Linked DNA regions of Gossypium hirsutum: regions 2, 3 and 4 are each linked to region 1. The links are chromatin contacts, called in public Hi-C maps. All regions are on one chromosome and are shown on one strand. The core of a region is the stretch at or near the end of the contact, and the rest is flanking DNA. Distances in the headings are between cores, read along the strand shown. Region 1 holds the start of LOC107913058 (NEDD8 ultimate buster 1). Region 2 holds the start of LOC107897924. Region 3 holds the start of LOC107897923 (calcium uptake protein, mitochondrial). Region 4 holds the start of LOC107912587 (protein PHOX1).

The links. A called contact is a pair of places that touch in the nucleus more often than the background predicts.
Region 2: a contact with region 1 is called in a Hi-C map of leaf, with 2.0 times the contacts expected there. The contact joins the promoter of LOC107897924 here to the promoter of LOC107913058 in region 1. A contact is called at or near these places in 2 of 34 Hi-C or Micro-C datasets (both in leaf).
Region 3: a contact with region 1 is called in a Hi-C map of hypocotyl, with 2.2 times the contacts expected there. The contact joins the promoter of LOC107897923 here to the promoter of LOC107913058 in region 1. A contact is called at or near these places in 3 of 34 Hi-C or Micro-C datasets (callus, hypocotyl and leaf).
Region 4: a Hi-C map of hypocotyl shows a contact between it and region 1, with 2.1 times the contacts expected there. The contact joins the promoter of LOC107912587 here to the promoter of LOC107913058 in region 1. A contact is called at or near these places in 5 of 34 Hi-C or Micro-C datasets (callus, hypocotyl and leaf).

What each region holds. Positions count from the first base shown.
Region 1 is chrD08:24,556,020-24,561,463 of Gossypium_hirsutum_v2.1, forward strand. It overlaps LOC107913058 (NEDD8 ultimate buster 1), which reads right to left and starts at 2,923. Exons shown (of 11, transcript XM_041099260.1): 1 at 2,475-2,923; 2 at 1,623-1,745; 3 at 1,445-1,541; 4 at 1,049-1,084; 5 at 633-820; 6 at 416-518; 7 at 1-6. The coding sequence starts at 2,779.
Region 2 is chrD08:24,789,436-24,794,879 of Gossypium_hirsutum_v2.1, forward strand. It overlaps LOC107897924, which reads left to right and starts at 2,298. Exons shown (of 1, transcript XM_016823531.2): 1 at 2,298-3,632. The coding sequence starts at 2,527. The coding sequence ends at 3,276.
Region 3 is chrD08:24,735,706-24,741,149 of Gossypium_hirsutum_v2.1, forward strand. It overlaps LOC107897923 (calcium uptake protein, mitochondrial), which reads right to left and starts at 2,959. Exons shown (of 7, transcript XM_016823530.2): 1 at 2,519-2,959; 2 at 2,360-2,427; 3 at 2,010-2,236; 4 at 1,839-1,922; 5 at 1,545-1,758; 6 at 1,170-1,466; 7 at 474-1,050. The coding sequence starts at 2,912. The coding sequence ends at 862.
Region 4 is chrD08:24,424,798-24,430,241 of Gossypium_hirsutum_v2.1, forward strand. LOC107912587 (protein PHOX1) reads right to left here and starts at 3,001. Exons shown (of 3, transcript XM_016840833.2): 1 at 143-3,001; 2 at 1-48. The coding sequence starts at 2,279.

The DNA.
Region 1 (5,444 bases), core at 1,673-4,172:
TTGTAACTGATATAGTCAGAAAAATAAAAATAGGGCTTAATATTGGAGAAGGATGCAAAGAAATATGGTTAAGAAAATAAAAGTGGAAAAAAAAAATGGAAACAACAAAATGATGGCTGAATGTGGCAGAAGGAAGTAAGAGATGAGCATAACAAACTATTGATGTATGTCATTTCTATTATATTTAACCAATATTTTTCATTATATAAAAGTAGCAATAGTACAGAAAGCAATTTGCAAATCCAGTCTTGTAATTCTTGGTTTATAGATGTGCTCAAAGGATAGCTGCATGTATGCTGATAAGAGTATATATAGGTTATTGAGATGAGAGGAGCTGTAGTGGTCCCCCTCGCCCGGGGGGGGGGGGGGGAGGGATATAGAAGAGCTAGCTGCTTTGGACTGTAATTATAGTGACCTGTGAGAATTTTGCTTGTGCAGATGTCAGTGCCTTTTTAGATTTATCCAACTGACCATTATGATATGCCACCACCCCTTCCAACAACTCCAACCTCATATGTCTACAAAGAAAGTATCCAAAAGAGATAAGCTTAACATCGCAACAAACAGCATTCTCATTCAAGGCCAGAAACATAGAAATTGAGCCACTGAAGCAGTTTTAAGAAAGTACTCACAGTGCAAGCTCTGGCTGGCAACCAGCTTGAAGGAGTCTAACACGGGAAAAATCCTTCCCGTGACAACGCTCAAGTCCTTCTCTGGCTTTTTCAAGGCGTATTCCTGCAACTGAAAGCCAACTGATGTCTCGAAGCAAGAAATAGCACCACACCATGTCTATTTGCAGTATCGGTACATTGTCAATAAACTGCAAGCAAGCACATACAGCTAAAGTGTATAGGATATTGAGTTGATTCAAATCTAAAGAACAAGCATGCAATTATTCAAATAACATATGCATGTTTAAGATCATATAAGGATTAACTAAAGGCTAAATCAACTTTTAGTTATATCCCTAAACAAAAATCTGAAACACAGCATGGGTTAAGTTATTCAGAAAAAGAACCTTCTTCAATTCTAAGAAGGAATATCTTACCTCAAGGACCTTGGGATCACAAAGTGAGAAAGCCTCCTACAAGAAAGAATATAGAACTTATATTAATTAATTGTCAAACTCAAAGAAAAATATTTCACCTTAACCAAATTATTATCTTTGTTAACAAGCTATGTTTCTCGGACTCTTTTCCCTAAATCACATGTCCAGTTACATATCTAGACGTGGATGCAGAGATACAACCCTCCAAATATATGGAAAACTTGGAAAGATTTATTATATCCATGTCAAAGGCATATTTGTATCTAACACTCATCCCCCAAGTCTGATTAACATAGCAGACAAGAAAGTTTATCAGCTGCTACTCTAAGAATCCAGATTCAAACAAGAAAAGTTTAGTACTGTAGAAGCAAATGAGGAAGGATACTAGAGACTGACCTCACCCATGGTAAGCACTTCCAGTGCGTCTTTATACAGTTGTCTCGTAAGTAGATTCTTTGCATTTTCATGAAGCATCAGACCCATCATCACTGCCCTGTTTAAAGACCATTCATAACTTACTTCAGTTTAAAAAATGGGGTCAAATGTCTTAATACCCTAGGGAAAATTGACATACCGCTGATCAGTCTCAGTTCCTAATTGTACTTTTTGCCCTCCCTGGTTTTCAAGTTCAATATTGAAGTCTTCAATTGGTAGTGAACCATCTACATGTCTCTTGGAAAGTGCAGTGGCTGCTGCCCTGCCCATAGAGATAACTATGGATTAGTCACTCGTTAATTTGCAAAACGATATGCAATGGTACTTACAAAATGAACAGAAAGGAACTATTATCCATCCCACCGAATCTTGAAAAGATGATCATTTCATAATGCAGGAAAACTGTAAAACTGTAAAACTGTAGCATCCATTAAACTTTTCAAAGGTAAGATGGAAGTCTTTGGTCCATCTAAAACGTTCAAAGAGGAAGACGCATTTTTCAGAGTATTCCCCCACTTCGAAAAACAACAGTAGACGCTTGATATCATCTCAACTTAAGGTAAACCATAAAGGACCAACATCTCTCAAAGACTCAAACACTGCAAAATACTAACATTTGACACTATCAATTTAATCATAGACTTCAAAATACAGTACCACAATGATTCTAAGACAGAAAAATACTACAATTCCATCAACTACATGGAAATACTTATACATCCCAAGAACACAATTCCTTTTGGCATAATAATATATGATTGATAACCCTAAACCCTAAAAGAATGAACGTAATCATAAATTTCCTTATTATAAGAATAAATTTGGTAACTTCGATTAAACCCAGAATTTCAATAAAACCAAGAACCCAATCAACCATTAAAAAGAAAAAAAAAGCACTCAGTTTATACAGAAATATTGAATACTATTAATTACGCATTTAAAAGAAAACAAAGGGCGAGAGAAAAGGAGAGAGTTGACCAAAAAGACTCACTTGACTCGAGCAAGTCTGCGAGAGCGTTCTTCCTCGGCCATCAATTCTTGTTCCAAGGACTTGCCTTCATCAACGGAGACACGGGTGGCAAGAATCTTAGCATTGTTTCTGATACCCAATTGGGTTAAGTTTTGAGAGCCATCGCCATCTTTCAAAACTTTACCAGCAGATATAAGGTTGATAGAGTCAGGACGTTGGGCATTTGATCGTTTGGCGACCTCTTCCCTCAGCATTGCCACCGTCCAATTCTCCAATTCTAAGTCTATCACCCCTACCCATGTCCCTGCGATCCTCAATTTCGCCATCCCACAATATAATTTCCTGTTCTCCCTTGCAAGAAAGGAATAAAAAGTCGAATGTGAGAAAGGGTAAAGACTTCTCCAGTGAGGACGGGGCGTCTTATGTGTATATATAGAGGTTGTAGAGAAACAGATAGTAAAGTTCAACGGTATCTTAGTGAGCAAGTTCATGAATTTTTATGGTTAAATTCTGCTATTAGTCCCTTGTACTTTACGAGAGTTGAAAATTTAGTCCCTATACTTTTTTATCAATTTGATCTTTTTTTTTTTTGAATTGATCACTTTTAGTCCTGTACTTTTTAAATTTGAAGTGTTAGTCGTGGCCCAAACAATATCAATTAAATTTTTTGGTTAAATTCAATTACTAGTCATGTACTATATGTACAGCTATAGATTTAGTTTATTTTCTCCAAATGGATCATTTTAAATTCCTATACTTTTCAAATTTTAAAATTTCAGTCTTAACGCAAATGATAATCGTTAATCCATTAACTGATTTTTTAGTAAGTAATACGGAGAAATAATAAGCTAAAATGGCATTATACATATTATAATGCACATCAAATTTTAGGAATAGTAGAACTCTACCTAATGAATTTAACAATTACTATTTGGTGAGAACTGAAAATTTTAAATATGAAAAGTACATAGATTAAATCCATAACTTTTACAAAATACAGTGATTAATAGAAGAATTGAACCTATTTTTAATTCCACTTCTACTTTGGTTTCCACGTGGTCTTACTTTGTAATACTCCCAACTATGAGTTGTGATTAGGGTTGAGCGTTCAGTCGAATTGAATCAAATCAAATCGAGTAAAAAAATTTAAGTTAATCGAGTTGATGAGTCATGTTTTCTCATTGTAACTCAAATTAAAATTTTTTCGATTTGAGTCAAATCGAAGGAAACTGTTTCAGTCATATATATTTGAAAAAAATTCAAAGTAAAATAAGATAATAAACTTAAATCGTTAATTAATTAGGTCCCAAAGTATTAATTTAGAAAAATTTTAAAATTTTAACTTTCTTTATATATTCCTTAGATTTTTTTTTAAATTTGAATAATTTTTCAAAAAATATAAATTTTGAAATTTTTATAAATATTTTGATTTTTACTTTTTTTGTAATTTTTGTTGAGAGAAAGAGACTAATTTGCTCATTTTCAAAACTGACAGGGACCAAATGGGTATATACACCAATCAGTTATTTGAATTATTCTAGTTATTCAAATTATAAAATTCAACTCGATTAGAACTCGAATTACTTATTTGAGTTGACTCGAAAAAATCAAATAACTCAATTCGATTAACTCACCTCTAGTTACGATTCAAAATTTAACTTATTCAATTAATTTTGGCTTAAAGGTGTAAAAAGCCCTCAAACTTTTTCCAAAAAAGCAATTAAGCCCCTTCTTATTTTTTACACTTAATTGAGCACTTGAACTTTCAAAATGCATCAAAAAGGCCCTCAAACTTCTTTAAAAAAAGCAATTAAATCCCTGCTATTTTTTCACTCAATTGGGTACTTAAACTTTCAAAATATACCAAAAAGACCCTCAATTTTTTTCAAAATAGCAATTAAGCCCCTGCTCTTATTAAAAATTAGAAAAAAATAACAATAAAATAATAAAATTTAATAAAATATAAAAATGTAACGTCCCAAAATTCTTATTATTGTTATTGTGAAAATATGACACAATTGTGTATCGGCATTTGTGGTTAAGTGCTTTAAGTGAGTCTGGGAGGTCTTGAGTTCAAGTCTTGACTTTGGCAAATTTTAGTATTTTTCTGACTTAACCCCTATTTCTAGCTAGTAGGCTTTTAATTAAAAGTTTGTAAGTACTTACCAAAATGAGCCTGCTGGTCTGGTGGTTAAAAGAAGTGTTGGTTGGCAGAGGGTTAGAAGTTTGAATCCTTGCATGAGTGTAAGGACAAATATATTTTTATTTGCTCGTCAGTTGGAGAGTTTGAGTTGTATTGGAAATCTGAGTAGTGGCAGTTTGGTAGAAAGAATTTAGGGAAGTGGATTTTGGGGTTATCAAATTTTCTAAGTATTATCGTTTTCTTTTTGTAAAATTTTGATTTTCTCAAAACTCTCCACCTTTCTAATGCCATCTCTTCTCCCTTTCTTCACCTTTTGTTTTTATGTTGTCAAACATGAATTTTTTCTTTCCATTATTCTTTCTGTTTCTGTCTCTTTTGTTGGTTACCACACATTCGTTTCGTTGGGTCAATTTTCGTCGCACGTTCTGGTAAGTAGAGTTTTTGCTCTCTCTAACTTACGATTTTTTTCCAACTTTGGTTCGGGGGTTAGTGAAGTTTGGTAGTAGCATCCGCGTGGATTAAAGGTCTCATTGTGCTATTACTTAACCAACTGTTTCGAGGTTCTGGGGTAAGCTTTTCATCGCTTAAGGGATGCGTTTCTCGTTTCAGATTTAGATTTAGTTCGATCGATTAAGTGATAAATTGAGTGGAATTGGTCAATTATAGGTTCTGAAGTTCTCGGGGATTGTTGTAGCATCAATCGATACCAGGTGTGTACTCGAAACACAAAAATAAGGGATTCAGCGAAAAGCTGATATTACTTGTTGTTTGGACAACAATAGTAGGCTAATTTTAAAAAAATAACCAAAAATTGTAGGAATCGAGTTAGTGGGTGAAAAAAATATGGG
Region 2 (5,444 bases), core at 1,048-3,547, 230 kb after region 1:
CCAATTTACGGGATTGGAGTCCCGAGAATGCACTTCCGACACCCCTGACTATCAGATCATTACAAGGGGTGTTACAACCTCTCCTTTAAATACCCTGAAGAAATATGGAGAAGGGATCGATGCCCTAGCACTCTAAAGTCACTCTGAGTAATTATCTCCTTAATCATTCTGTCCTCTTGTCATTATTCCAACTCTTGACCTTCTTAAATGAACCAACCTCCATTCCACCACCGTAACCTACTCCTTATTTTCCTCCCTTATTATACTCGGTATAAAAAATAAGTAAATTCAAAGGTAACATTAAACCATAAATGGGTTAGATATACCTCATTATCTTTTATAAAGAAAATAGGTCAGGTCTATAGTTTGCTAAGATCATGTTAGGTATATCTAAATCCTCAACATATTGACTTCTGAAATTTCAATATTCTAAATCAAATCAATATATAAATAAATTAAATAATGCAGCATGGACAAAGCTTTTGCTTTTTCTAGGGACTATCAATTCCAAAATTGAGAGTTAATTTGCTGAATGGCAACCCTTTAGTTTCTTTATTTTGATGAAACTATATTATATAATGTCATTGTACAATGCTTTCGGCTCCTCCAATAGCACAAGTAATTTTGCAAAATTAAATTATCGCAAATTATTATCGTTTTATATGTTTCACTATCTACCTTTCAATTAACAATTGATACATTTGCTAATTAAGAAACGCGGGAAAAAAAGTGAAGATTTTTCTTGATAATGGTGTCAAAAAAGGAAAACATAAATGCTATATTTAAATGAAATTGGTGATTTTTCTTTTTCTTTTTTCCTTCTTTCAGCAGTCCGCACAAACTCTTTTCTTTTCCAGAAAAGGACAGAGGCAAATGAAGAGCGCTAACACCAGTGTCTGCTTGATTGAATTCTAAAGTTTGAGGTTGGAGTTGAAAAAAATTAGTGTTGGGAAAATTTTGTTTGATTCAATTCCAAATTTGAACAATGATACCTAAAGATCTCATTAAAGAAATGATACAGCATTAACTTCGTTGAACCTTAAGGCAATTTTAATATCTATATATTGTTTTTAAAAAGACCGATTAGTCGGGTCGATTGGATTAGAAATCAATCAATTCAAAATAAAGAGTTGAATCAATATGTTTTATTTTTTAAAAATTATAATTTTTTAGATAATTTATTCAATTATATTAGGCAAACTAATTAAATTAAAAATTAATGGTATAACCAGTTGGACTATTAATCAGAATTTAAAAACCTTGTTTCATAAAAAAAAAGAAAAAAAAGTGAATTAGAACTTTTTATAATTTAAATTCAGTGCACCCCAAAGCAGTCTAAAAGAAACAGATGGAGACATAAAATTTGATACGCTTTACCCACCCTTGCATTTCTCCTCCATAAATACTGCTTTCTTAGCTGCCTCTTTATTATTTTGAAATGCTTTATTCGGTCCACTACCCAAATTTGATTAATTCAACCAAAATACTAATAATTGCGTTCAGCATGCATTAAGTTATAAATTGACTATATTCATGTTAAGTGTATATTCCTATATTCGGGTTAAAGCTGTTGTGTTTCATATGCTTAAGGATATCCTTTTTCAAACCTCTATCTGAATTTTAGGTCCTTTTCACCGAAATTCATACATACCTGCTCACTAAAAACATGTTTTCCCACAGATCCCAGATACAATATATATGATTTTTAACTGTTTATGATTGGCTCATCATTTTTGGGTAGGTTATTGAATTAAATAACCTTCAATGTCACCATTTTTGTTGGTCCTTGTAGCTTTTAAGCTCTACACTAACCATTGCTCATAACAGTGACCAAATATCAATAGCTTTTAAGCTCTACACTAACCATTGCTCATAACAGTGACCAAATATCAATAAATCACAGTTACATCTTTTAATAGCGTCGAACTAAAATTTCATCACAAGAAATCTAAAATTTTTGTGAACGTACGGTTCTTCCAAATGAATCAGTGTGTTAACTGAAACAGGCAAATTAGGTAGGCATAGCAAAGATTAAATTCTGAGATAAAGAGGCTGTTGGTTGAAAGTTATGGGCCATATTTAAGCAACCATTCCCTATCATGTTTATGGGAAAAAGGTCAGCCTAGCCTACATCATTAAGTCCTTTTTGCCAGCGCCTTAAGCTTAACGCCAATATGCACCTGTAATCCAGACCTAGAAAAAGGAGAAAAAGTTTATTGTAATGCCCAAAGGAACCCTACAATAAAAAAACAAAAATAAAAAAACAAGGTGGGTAAGTTCCTAAAGACATTTATATTTCACTATTTCATTTGGTGTCATTCTCAAATTTCTATTAGAGCAACCAGAGAGAGAGAGAGAGAGTTCACAATCCCTATACACCCACCACATTTATTTACTCTTTCACCTTTCTTATCTCTTTTTTATATATACCCCCTTGGAGGGTTGGACCACCCACGTGAAACCATTACAACACCGCAAACCTCCAATCTTTTCAGCGTCCTATGGCATAAGCCAAGCTCCATTGCCATGGATTGGTACTCTTGGTTGTCAAAAACTGCCCTTGAGCCCTCACTTATCTATGACTATGGCCTTGCCTTCTCCCGTAATGAGCTTCAAAAAGAGGATTTAGCCTACTTCAATCATGAGTTTCTTCAGAGCATGGGCATATCAGTTGCCAAGCATAGGCTTGAGATTCTCAAGCTTGCTAGGAAGGAAGTTGGAGAAACCCCTAATAGCCTGTCCAAGCTCATTTTGGCAATCAACAAAACCAGAAAGAGCTTTAACAAGTATGTTAACAAGTTGGTTCACCATGAGAATAACTCGATTAAGCTGCTGCCGGAGCCGGGTCGTTATCGAGATCAGTGGAGAGGAGGATTGACAAGGAAGTGCAACAGTGAGAAGGAGGTGAACATTGAGCAGCCAGTGCGGAGAACCAGGAAGATAGCAAAATCTGGCCCCCTGGATTGTAGAGTACAAGAGAAGTTGCTTGCCCCTCCTAGGAGCCTAAAATTGTCAGGGCCACTAGACAGAAAAATGCAGGAGAATCTGGTGTTCAACTATAAGAGCCCTGTGACATCTGGTCCTATTGATATTGCAATTGCACAAGAGAGGTTGATTCTCACAACAAATAGGAGCCCAAAACTATCAGCACCTCTTACTTATGTAAGACCTCCAAGCCCAAAGATTCATGGTGACTACTACAAGGAAAAGACAGGCAGGGACTATGGTGATCAGACATTATGGGCTGCAATGTTTCAGGACATGAAACCCACTTGACTTCACGACATGTCTTTCATAGTTTTCAGTGGAAAGGTAAGATACATGTCATTCAGATGTTTCCTTCCACTCAGAGGGGCTTCCCTATATGCCTTTGCATCTGAACCTGATTCTGATATAAGGTTAGGGTGTCCCAAAATTAGTATACTAAAGTCGTGTTGGACGGTTTTATTTATCATCAACACGCATCTCATAGTTTTATACTCATTTTGAGTTCATTTCAGCTAAATTTTCGAAATTTATGGTTTGGTAGGATGTTTTTGAGTTGTAAAATCCTTCATTTTGGAAACCTTCATGTCCTTGTAATGAAAAAAGAAAAATAAACCATAGATTGTGTGCTGTGAGCTTTCTTCTAATTTCTGAGTTTGCAACTGTTTGGGAACAAGTTCCTGAACCAACTATTCTTAGTTTCATTTGCTGATATCCTGAGCAATGGTATGAAAATGAGCAGTAATACAAGGAACCAGATTCTTCTAGGTGATTTCCATATTTTCAGTAGTGTAAGAACGCTGTTCTATGTTGCTTGAAAGTAAAGTTTTGAGGTGCAGACATTAACTAGCTGCTTCACAAGTAGCAAACAAGTTTGATTTAGCTGCTCTGTAAAACAATAGTGTTATATTTCATCTGCCTGCAAGTGTCTCAAAAGTTGCGATCATTACCAACCTCTCTTATTCAATTTAACTAAATGTTGGTAACTCTCGGCATCTACATTCTTTAAATTCTTGTCTATAAATACAAATATAACTTTCTGTCTGTTCATTTAAACAAAGGGGCCACAGCCTACTGGCACATATAAAAAGCATGGTTAAAGGCTACACGTTTGCTTGTTTTGCAAGGATCCAGAGTTTTGATAGAACTTGGCAAAAGCTGATCAAAAGCCTGTTGAAAAGTTGTAGAACAGTTGGGATTTGGAGTTTTATTGCATTTGCCTTTGGTAGTTCCTTTATGAGTCCATATTACAATCCAAGTTGAAGGAGCTATTAGAATAAGAAGTCGGGAAAAGATGTATCTGATAAAAATTTGATTTGGTCTAAGTAAATTGATGAAGATATACTAGCTATTTCCGTTCTGTTTTCAGGCAAAATGAAGATAGTTTTATGGCATTTTGTGTTTGGAACCTAATGGTTCAATGCAAAATATAATACTTCATGTACAAAATCAATTAGAAAAAGAAGAGCCATTACTGCATTGGGTTTAAAAGTATTTAATAATTCCAGCTTGCATTAGCATCCTCCATAATCACAATACAGACCTACTTGCAAAGCCATTTATTAACAATGGTAATATGCCCCCATTATCAAGTTATCAACTACTCATCAACGCAATTCTAGACTAATTCTATAGCATGGATGTGTTTATGAGTAAATAGACAGGCATCTAAACATGAACTGCATTAAATAAAGTTTGTGAAGCAAAAACTTGCTAAAGTAAAAATAGAAATACCTAAGCTTAGCTCAATTGATTCATACAATACGGTGTCAGTAAGTTTGGGTTATATCAGCAACCCCATTTCTTATCTCTAAGCTGCAGCCTCCTTTATGTCAAAAAGAAAAAAAACATAGGTAGCCTAAGATGTGCTGCAAAAGTAGTCTTCCAAAATATCCCTTCCACACTCCGTCCCAAACAATCTTAGTGTAAGACCCAACCAATAAAGCCCAAGCATATTTGTAAGCTATGTTACTCAAATTCAAGCAGAGGTGTCAGATTTGGGTATGTATCTAAGGTCTCACTCTTCAATTGAGTTAAACTTAAGACAATGATACAACACAAAAAGATCAGGTAGAGGATATGCGTATGGGATCTAGTTTCATATATATTTAAACTAGTTTGTTATCATGTGCAATACATGAATTTGGTTGTATATATTAATTAAAAACGTATTGCACTTATTTATTAAAAACTTGTTGCAAAATTTCTAACCTTTCAAAAATATTATGATTGAAAAAATAAAAATAAAAAATAATTTTTTTTTTAGAATCTTGATAGTTTATATTATGATTTATGATTTATTTTAATTTATTTTTTTTAAATTGTTGAAAAATAAAATAAATGTGTTTGCAAACCGTATGCAAGTTCACTGTTTATATATGTGATCAAAAGTCCTTCAATCTAGCCTAGGAATATATGGACAACGATTGCCTAGGAATATATATGAGTTCAAAAGTCCT
Region 3 (5,444 bases), core at 1,709-4,208, 180 kb after region 1:
CTAATTCTTAAGTACAAAGACGAGATCCTTATACCTAGCGAATGACAGAGTGTGAATCAATCGAACAGCATAAATAAATCTTGGTGGTTTTTGTATTTTTGTTTGCATAGTTTTCGTAATCTCAAGTCATAGTGATGATTACAATCAAACATTTCCATTACAGTTTTGTATTTTAATAAACAAACAATCAAACTTTTCTCATAAAATTTTAAAATCCATGACAAAGAAAAAGTAGTAGATTTTCCTCTCTTTTTATAGTTAAAAACTAGTGAAAAACAAATAATATAAAATAACCATTTTCATAAACTTGATAAACATACATAAAAAAAATTAAATTAAAAACAATAATAGAATTATTCACTCGCCTTTTCCTTAATTTTCATAAAAGAAATGTTTTTATCTCCCTATCATTTAACTATCTGAAACAGGGAAACTATTACAGTCAAGAGAGTCCATTTATTTGACAAGAAAAATATCAAAATGGGCAAAGTTCTATTTATTCATCGAAGGAACTAGTTTACAAGACAATCCATGATTTTTACATATATAAAAACTCGTAGAAAAATATAATATATACACCTATTGTTATCCATGTATTATATATAGAGGAGATTCATTTACTTCAAGGAAAGCATACGATGAAATGAGATTTTTTATTATTATCCATAATATATATATATATATATGAGAGGCTACGGATGACCATTCATTCACCTTGGCTGGTATCCATAACAACAATAGGTTTTGATTTTCAAGAAGCAACTGATCTGCCTTGTTTGACTCAGTAAAGTATATATATCTTCCAATACATTGTAAGATGATGATCATCTCACAAATCAAAGGAAACAGCTTTGAATTGGATCATTTTGCTGCACAACTTAGCAGGCAAGATATCAATCCCTTCGACTCTGCTTTAGGCTGAGAGTCGTCCCGTTCACGTCTCTGTACTACTTTCACAAACTCATCTGAGCTTAAACTCCCATCTCGATTTGTATCGAACACATGGAATATTATGTCTACCACGTTATCAGTTAAGGATACTTCACATACCTTCAACAGTTTCCCAACAACATGCACCATTAGTATTCACAAAAGAATAATAGGTAATTAAAATGTCAAAACATCTAAGCACCCCATTTACTTGAACTAAGATAGTTTGCAATACATACTTTGGATGCAGCTCTTTGGAAATCCTTCTTGGTTAACACCCCATTTACTTTTCCATAACTGAAAATCGCTAGCGAAAACGGTTGAAGCTTTTTTCGTAGCTCAGCAAAACTTTTGAATTCTTCAAAAGTAATCCGCACATCTTTAAGATGTGACTCCTTGTCGATTTCATCAACACGATCCAGCAGCTTACTTATGTCGCTAATATCAGCAGAGGCCACCAACGACAATGCGAAATCTTTAGCTGATATTGTTCCATGTACCTTGTAGTCGTAATGGGAAAACTCCAACTTCAAAATCTACAACATTCAAAGGTAGAAATCAGTTGCTTGCTTTCCAAGTAATAAGTCAAACTGATTGTTTTGAGTGACACATACTTCCTCATGTAAATCTCTTAAAAACTGGACAAATGTGTCGTGCTTTAGACAAGTCTTGCCATCTTGTCCGAAGAAATACTCTACCAAGCCCCCATTTTCTACAGGCTCTGCAACTTTAAGGCCAAGTCTCAGTCCATCCCTGTGGCGAGCCGCTTGCTTATTTTGTGATCGCATCAATGTCATCACTTTCTTGAATTCTTCCCTATCTATTTCTCTGTTTGTAATCAAAATATTATTATTGTTAGTATTTTGTCAAACAAGTGAGCATCGAACCTTGTTAGAAGTAACACACACCCGTTATGGTCAAGGTCGAACATTTTAAAAGCAACTGAGAAGCTTGATTCAGGGATGCTAAGAAGTGTAACAAAGAAGATGTACCTGCAAGTGTGACACAGGAGAAATGATTACGGACGAGTTAATTATAGTGTATTACTATTAGATATGAATAAACAGTTGGAAACTTACTCTGGAAAAGAGATGAGTCCATCATTGTTGGTATCAAAAAGCATGAAAAATTTGGAAGGGGGACAATGTAACTCCCCAGGCTTTACCCATTCCCCTCTCAGAGAACCCTCTCGAACACGATTTGATCCCGAGGGAGGAAATACAGGGACCAGTGCCCGCATCAAATCCCCCGGTGTCATAAGAACATCTCCTTCCGGAGTGCTATACGATGCAAAGTAATCGAACACCTGATTCATAGACACAATTCTTAGTTAAATGGCATTTTATTTTGGTTCTCAGATTATCTCTAAGCACTTGCCTAATAGAAAATATTATGTAATCAACATTGTAAATGTTTTTTTTTTTTAAACCTTTTCAGGGGGACTTTGCAACCTTATGCGTTTCTCATAATTGAAGAAGACTCTTCTCCTGTATGATTCTGAAACATTAATTTAAAAAGAGAAAAGATTAAACACGTAATTTCCAGCAAAGGATTTAAAATCGATGCTTCATCAGTTCAACAAGACTACCTCCAAAGAGATACTTGGATTTCTTGTCGGGAATCCCATGTTCGAACTGATCAGCAACGCTATCAGGGGCCCATGTTGCCCCATTAGGGGCATCCGCAAAAGAAACCCAATAATTGCTATCAAAAGAAGACCGAGAAAAGTAGCAAAAGCCTAAAGTAGAGCCAGCAATCAAAACCCCAGTAGAGACTGATCTCAACAGTTGGTCTCCCCCACTGTTTTTGTCACCGGCGGCAGTGGACCCACCAGCAGAGGAAGGTTTCTTCAACAAGCTCAAAAATGAAGAAGAAGAGTCCTTTGATTGGTTAAACACCGGACGAACACTATTCGACCGTTGATTAGCAACCACTTGTTTGATTAATGGTGAGGATTTCCTGAGAGATGGCAAAGAGAACATATTACGGTTTCGCTTATCGTATGCTTTGGGTGAATCGGTGCTATTTTGTTTTTGGTGATGATAATAGAATTTATAGAAAGTTGGGATAATTTTGACCGAGAAAATTGGCGGCCGATTTTGATTACTACTATAATACCATATGGTTAATATTCGATGATTTTGTTCGTTTCTCCATTTTAGATCCGATTTTCTCTCTTACCAAGCGAACATGATCATTTTCATTAACTGACAACAGGAAAAAATCTGTCGGAATAAAGCTTATCCCTTTTATCTCAACCCATTCCCGATATGTTTGGTTTGTTAAACTGGAATAAAGCTTAATTGAATGATTATTCTCTATAAATTCCAACATAATTTGTAAAACCATAATGCATGTCTACACGTAGAGCCAACATTCCAAAATTTAACATCAATACTTGGTTACAAATGTATAATAAAATAATAAACAAAAGATTAGCCTTTGATTTACATGACCTTTTAATAGTCAAGCTGATTTAGCTATATGAGAAAGATGAATAAGTGAGAAATGAAAACCCTAATCAGCCACCATCTAAACTTATGGTTGGAAACATGCTTTTATATCACAAATAATTACATCTACAGCATACTCACATTTCACTGTCCTATCCTAAAGTTGCATCTCGTCCCCTAAAATCACTACCACAGCCATAACCATAACCTTTAATTTGTGGAAATAAACATTCTCAACCATACTAATCACATAAAAAGTGGAAAACTTAAAAACAAAATCAAAAAAAAAAGTGAGCATTTTCATTCGAAGAGCAAAAAAAAACTTACTCAGCGCAATCACCTAAAGCTAAATTTAATTTTTTTAGAACTTTTCTTGAATGAGCATTTTAGAGCTAATACTTTTACTTAATTCATGAACAACTGGGTAAGAATTGGAGTAATTACACGAATAATTATACCAAAATCTAATTATCTTATGGCTTTCCAAACACTCATACATGATTTAACTTTAAAAAAGTATTTTTTTATACAAGTTTAAGTTATGAAAATTATATTATAAACATAAACAAGTATGAATGGTTGTGATGGTTATGACAAAAATTTCTAAAGTTATATTATAAATCCTAAAAAATTATATTATAAAAATAATGTGTGTATATTTTATAAAGTTATAGCAAAAAATAATATAATATAAACCCTAAACGAAATTCTAAAGTTATAGCCAAAAAGTATATTATAAAAAATAATTTGGGTTCTATAAGAAGTATTATAATATACTTATTTATAAAAAGTTATAGCTAAAAAATATGTGCATAATTTATTTATTTGTCCATGCTATATAAATTATAAAAACTAATATACTTATGTATAAAAAAGGTGTTCAAAAGTAATTTTCTAAAGTTATGATAAAAAATTATATTATTTATAAGAAGTATTATGAAAATTGCTGAAAACTTTTATAAAGTTTATATACTATATATTATTTTTACTTATTTTATGTATAAAAAAGATTATAACATAGCTTAATTTTTTTTCCAAATTAAGTTTATATAAGTTTTTTATAATTAAAATTACAAAATATTTGCATAATGAACCCAAATAATATGTGGTAGATGCTAGGTATTCAAAAAAAAGTAATCTTACACCATGTTATGGGGTACGATACCATTTGAGAAATTAGAGCCAAGCACTAGAGGTAACTCGCAAACTCTTTAATTTGATACATTCAAAGCTTTAAAATGTGGTTGACAGGACATTTGTTGTTCTAAAAAAGATTTCTCATTACCTCAATATAACATAAAAAAAAAGTTGGATCGTATGTGCTAACATGTTGTATATTTCATAACTTCATTTGTAGGTGGAATTGAGATGATTTATACTTTGAAGAGTACATGAGAAAAGAAGATATTGATGATCTTAATGATACATATTTAGATTCAGATAATAAATAACTTTATTAAGGACCAACAAATGATGAAAGGAGTATATGTTAAATGTTAGAAAGGGAATAGCCCAATAAATATGTAATGCTAGAGCAAATAGATAAGTGACATAAGCAGCGATGGTCATTCGACAGGAGTTAAAAAGAGAATGATGCCTAGCTTCAGGGAGAGAAAGAGAAGGCAAATTGATTGGTGGCCTTCCCAACTTGAACGGTTGACGGTGGCAGCACTAGGCTTTTTCTTTTTGTTGGAAAGAGAAAACATGAAAAGATAAAAAGTCTTCTAATTAGATGTTTATGCAAGTATCAAGTGAGTCTTGAGAGTGATGAAAGAAAAAAACCCTCTGGAATCTCTCAAGTGTAAAAGACTGGTTTTGATGAGCCAATACGACTCGGTGTACTAAAAGGTAGCCCAACAATAGCAGGGCTTGTGAGACTCCAATCCAACAACGATTAAGGCCCTGGATTTTGGACAATTTCGTAGTATATATACTAAGCTTATTAGTTGTTAAACTTTTCACATTTTTATATTGCTATTGCTGCTTATGTGTTTTTATGATGTTGAATGATGATTGGATTGACCTTGGAACTTCCTTCAATCAGTAGTATATTTAATTTAT
Region 4 (5,444 bases), core at 1,751-4,250, 130 kb before region 1:
ACATCTCATTCCATGCCTGTATTATCTCGTCAATCTTAAACCCTAAACCTGCAAGTGATAGAAAGGTAAGTTAGTGCTTTTTAAGGGGTAAGCAGATGTCCAGTTGATGACACAAAGTTATGAATTTCTAACCATAGGTTACCTTCCAAAGCAATGTTATTTGAACAGTGGTTCTTTACCATAACAGCTACATCAGTGGGAGAAGCTCCAGCATGCTCAAACTTCTCAACAGCAACCTCCAAACATTCATGCCAGACAGGTAGCCCTAGTTTAAATTCCATGTTCGAACGTTCGTAAAGTATGGTGCCCCATAAAATGTTTATCAGAGCACTCATGTTGATTGCCTGCTCTGCTGCTTCATCTGCTGTTATATCTTTCAGTAAACCATCCAATCCCATTTTCTTCAACTGCTTTTGTTCATCCTTCAAATCAGAAAGCTCAAGCAGGCGCTGCTGTTCTAACTCTTCCCACATCTGCATACCCCTCTCCATATTTTCCTCGGCATTGTTATAAAGGTGCAGGACCTTCTCAGAAGGCCATGTTTCCATATCAACATTGTTGCCAATTGCATAATACCAAGAAAGTTTTGCCTGCTCAAACTGTTGTTGTGCTAGAGCTAGATGAGCTTCATAGAAATCTGGCTTGATTCTCAGTGCTTCCTCGTATCTCTTACCAGCTTTGCTATATTCTAATTGTGCATAATCATAGGTTGTTTTGATCTGCTTAAGTACAGATTCTCTCGAACCATCTTCAGTGAAGTATACCCTCTTCCTTGCCCTGGACATGTGAACATTTCCCCAGTTGAACAATGCTAATGCTGTCATCTCTTGGAATTTCTCAGCTGCCATGTCGAAAAGATCCTGTGCCTCTTCACTTGTAACTATGTCCTCCATGGCCTCAGAATATTGCTTCATACCAAGCTCATGGAGATTCAAGTATGCGTCTAAATCAAACCCAACATAGTTCTTGAATAGTTGAGCAAACTCAATTATCCAGTCATCGATGCAACAGGATTCTTTTCTGGTTTCCACAACTTTTCTGGCATGGCCATTTTCAGTTGCCTTACCTTGTTTGATGTCAAGAATGTGAACTTCCTCATGCTTAAATCTCTCAAAGAGTGGATCCTGCTCAGGATTGACTTCTACAACATACAGCCTCACAGAACCCTGGGATTCTGCTGATATTTCAGCCAATTTCAACTCTTCATCACTGGTGATTGTGACTAAATCACCTTCTTCATCTCTGTATTTGACAAGAACTGCTCTCAAACTAGGAAATCGATCATGAATTACTTCCCTTAGTTGCAGAAGGCTGCAATTAAGTGGTAACTGAGCGCATCTTATATCTTCACCCAAAATCAACTTGACAGTCTTCTTTGGTTCTTCCGCTTTACTGCTAATTTTCTCCTCTATAACCAGTTTATCCTCAGCCTTCTTTTCCTCTACATTTCCATCAACCTCCTTCTCCTCAATTCGATCCGCAGCCTTGTTATCTTTAGCTTTACTGATCTTCTTCTTGTTCTTCTTCTCGGTTTTCTCTTCGACAACTTCCGGAATTTGTGAATCCCTTGGAGGTTCAACAGATTCTTCAGCTTTACAGATCTTTTTCTTGTTCTTCTTCTCTGTTTTCTCTTGGACAACTTCCGAAATTAATGAACCCTTTGGAGGTTCAACAGATTCTTTAGCTTTGCTGATCTTCTTCTTGGTTTTCTCTTTGACAACTTTCGGAGTTTTCGAAGTACTTGGAGGTTCAACGGATTCTAGAAGCAATTCAACAGGTAAACCTTCTTTCTCAAGTGAGCTTCTTACCCTTTCTGAAATCTCTAATGCCATGACATTATTAGGCTCCATGTTAAGAACTGTATTAACATCTCTGAGAGCTAATTCCAGCCTATTCAAAGATTCGTAACACCTGGCTCTCTTTACAAGTGCCTTGCTATACTTGGGAGTAACCTCTAATGCCAAATCACACTCATGGATAGCCTTGGGGTACTCACTCAATCCCATCTGCATATAACATGCAGCAATATTAGTCCTAAGATGGCATACATCTATGTGATTCTTTGGAAGCAATTTGAGAGCCTTCTCATATGTCAACATTGCTCCTTCATGGTCCCTTTTCTGAAACAGTTTGTTCCCCTCTTCTTTCAGTTCTTGAGACATGGCAATGAAAACTGCCGTGTCTGAATCATATGATTTCGAACTATTGTCTCCAACTTTCTTTTGCTTCACATTATTATCCCCTGTTTGCTTCTTGTGCTTTCCACTATGCTTCCCCATTGTAAATCCAACCCCAACTATATTACGTGACTCAATCCAGAAACCCTGACCAAGAAAACAAATCCCTACCCTGGTCCTGAACTAACTTCTTACACAAGTTTAAAAAAGCTCAACCCCAGTAGCTAAAACCACAAGCAACCTCCCACCACCAAAAAGACCTTAAAACACTTAAAAACTTTTTACAACTTTTAATATGAATAAAGATTCAAAAACCAGTTCAAATACAGCAGATATGACAAGCACACCAAAACAAAAGCTCTTAGACACCTAAAAAGAATTAAAACCCAGATACCAAAATGGGAATAGAAAAAATATATATTATCTTTACCACCTCAAAACTAGAAGCTGTCAGCCCTTAACGAAGTATTAAGAAATCCCAGTTGAGAGAGAAACAGAATAATAGGCAGGCTCAGTTTCAGCTAGAAAGATAAGACCTTGATGCAAAACCAAAAATAAAGAAGGAAATTAGAAGGCAAGGGATTATTTATGTAGGGGAAATGAGGTGTGGAACTTTTCCAGGAAAATTGAAAAAGATAATGTTTTTGTGAGAAAATGGAATATGTGTGTGTTGTAGGGAGAATACGGAAGAAAAGAAAACAGACCAACGTTTTCTGTTTTATATTTTAGTGTTGCTCTTTTTTTTTTTTCTTTTTTTTTACAACGTGAATTTCAGCTTAACGTGAACGCCACAAAAAGCTTTCTTTGTGTGTGTGTGTGTCTGTGCGTGTTTTTTTTTTTTTTTCCTCCTCTATATTTCAAACGCAAATTGCTTTAAGTTTTTTTTTTTAAATTCAGAAAAAATAAAAAGGACCCATTTTCCAAGGGATTCCAGGTTCCTTGGCTATGTTTGATAAAACGGCCAAAGGCAGAGATTTTTTTTTTTTGACTATTGGCACCTTCATTTGTCATTAAAGAATAAACTTGTCAGCTTCTTTAGATTTTGCTACTTCCAATCCAAATAATTATAAAAATCTAATTATATTTATTTAGTAATAGCTTAATAAATTTGGTTTGAAGTTTTATAAATTTTAATCCTAAAGGTTGAATCGTTGATGTATGTAGGAAAAATATACAAAACAATTTTTTAAAATTATTTATGAAATAAATAAATAAATATTAAAGCAATAAAAAAGAATAGTAAAACACGTGGCAAAGGTTCAGAATTCCTTAGCTTGAAAGTTGAAGGGCAGGTTGGCAGAAGTCATGTTTAAAATATATGATAAAATAGAAATGTTTGTCTTGTAATTTCAACCACATATATAAGTAATAAATAAAAAGCGTGAAGTGTGGTGGGTCTGAAGCAACTTCCAAAGCAAGTTGGAGTGCAAACGGTAAACGGCAAGACAAGTGTTGTTGGAAAGTGGTAAGAAAGATTCCTACAGAAACGTGATGTTGACTATTTACTTTTGTTAGGAGTCACCGCCACAATCCCAATGTCCTCCGCCCTCCTTCTCTACGCAACTCTGAAAATTTCAAATTTTTTCCTTGAATGATAAAAAAATTCCGTATTGTAAATCCTTGAAATTATCTTTTTCATTCAAGTTCACATCATCTTTTCCATTGAAGCTCGTGATGTGATAACTAATGCGATGGACATAATAAATTAATGATATGGTAATAAAAGTAGTGTTATATATTAGTAATTATCAACTCAAGTCCTATTAGGGATTCGAGTCTTCGATCCATGATCTAGATAGGTTCCACCTGAATATTAGGTGCAAAGCGAGCTACGAGAGGATAGCAAGGCGAGCTCCCGAGCCTTACTTGTAGAGCAAGTTCACAAACTCAGCACGCAAGGCAAAGCCAAGGACTCAGCTCGTAACACAAGACCACAGACCCAACTCGTAGGGACCTAAGGAGCTTGCAAGTAGGGGCCACATGCTCCGTTATGTTTAGCGGGTACGAAGCCTGCCTAGAATGTCAATCCCAAGAACAGAAAGGATCGTTTGTCCTATAGACACGTGCTCAGCAAACTTGGAGTTCGCAGAGAATGTCAGTATTAGAGACAGAAAATGTCAATACTAGAGATAGCAGAGTCAAGACAAAATAGTGAGGTCCTATCATAAGCTATAATAACATCTATAACAACATGTATAAATACCCGAACACTCCTATCAATAACATACGAGAAAATATTACTCAACAATTGGTGCAGTGAGCGTAGACGAACTTCTAATCATCAAATTTTTTGAAGTTTGATTAAGTTTTCTTCAATTTTCGAAGCAAATGGCTCACTAGAGTGAAAATTTCCCTCTTAACTCTTCACCAGGATAGGTCAGAGCGTTAGGTTTTGGCGACCGGCACAACAAAACAGACTTATTCACCAGATGGTTCACCGATAGACCAGAAAACCTCGACAACACAATTTATTGAGGAGCTTTTAGTCCTTTAGACTTGAATATTTCTACCAGTCAAGGGTTGTCACTCCCTTTCAACCAAGAGGTACCCCCGTAGCAGTTCTTGACCCTTCAGGAGTAAATGAGACTTATGAGAGAGTAGATGGTTGTTCAAGAGGCACAATTCGAACAACAATAAGCTATTCAACATGAGCTGTTGAAGTAGAACAAGGAGCTATAAAGAAAGGTACATTCTGATAACTCTAGTTTCTAGGATAATATAAACACGTAGAACGAGGCCCCAGGCACCCAGGCTAAGGAATGGTAGAACGAGATAGACAAGTTACGAAGAGATGTACGAGCATTACACCCTGAATCGCAAGACATGGATTAACTGTTCTGCTCTAATAACCCACTGACCTACCAAGTGACCTCAAGGTCCCGAAAGACATGTTTGAAGGAATAAGGGACTCGTGAGTTCATTTGATGCAATACAATGACTACATGAACGTACTGGGAGCATCAGATGCGACAAAATGTAAAGTCTTTTCCATAGTAATTAAGGGGAGCGCCAAAGATTGGTACTTGTCTCTTCCGCAAGGTTCGGTTCAAAACTTCTCGCAACTGGGATGGATGTTCTTGGTTAGATTTAAGGCCTACAGAAAAATTATGAATAAGCTTATGAGACTCATGTCTGTGAAACAAAGAGAATGCGAGGCCCTTCAAGATTATGTAAAGAGGTTCCACGCGGTGACCCTAAACACGAATAACTTGGAGGACCAGTGGGCCATATACACCTTTATCATGGGGGTATAGAACGACCATGTAC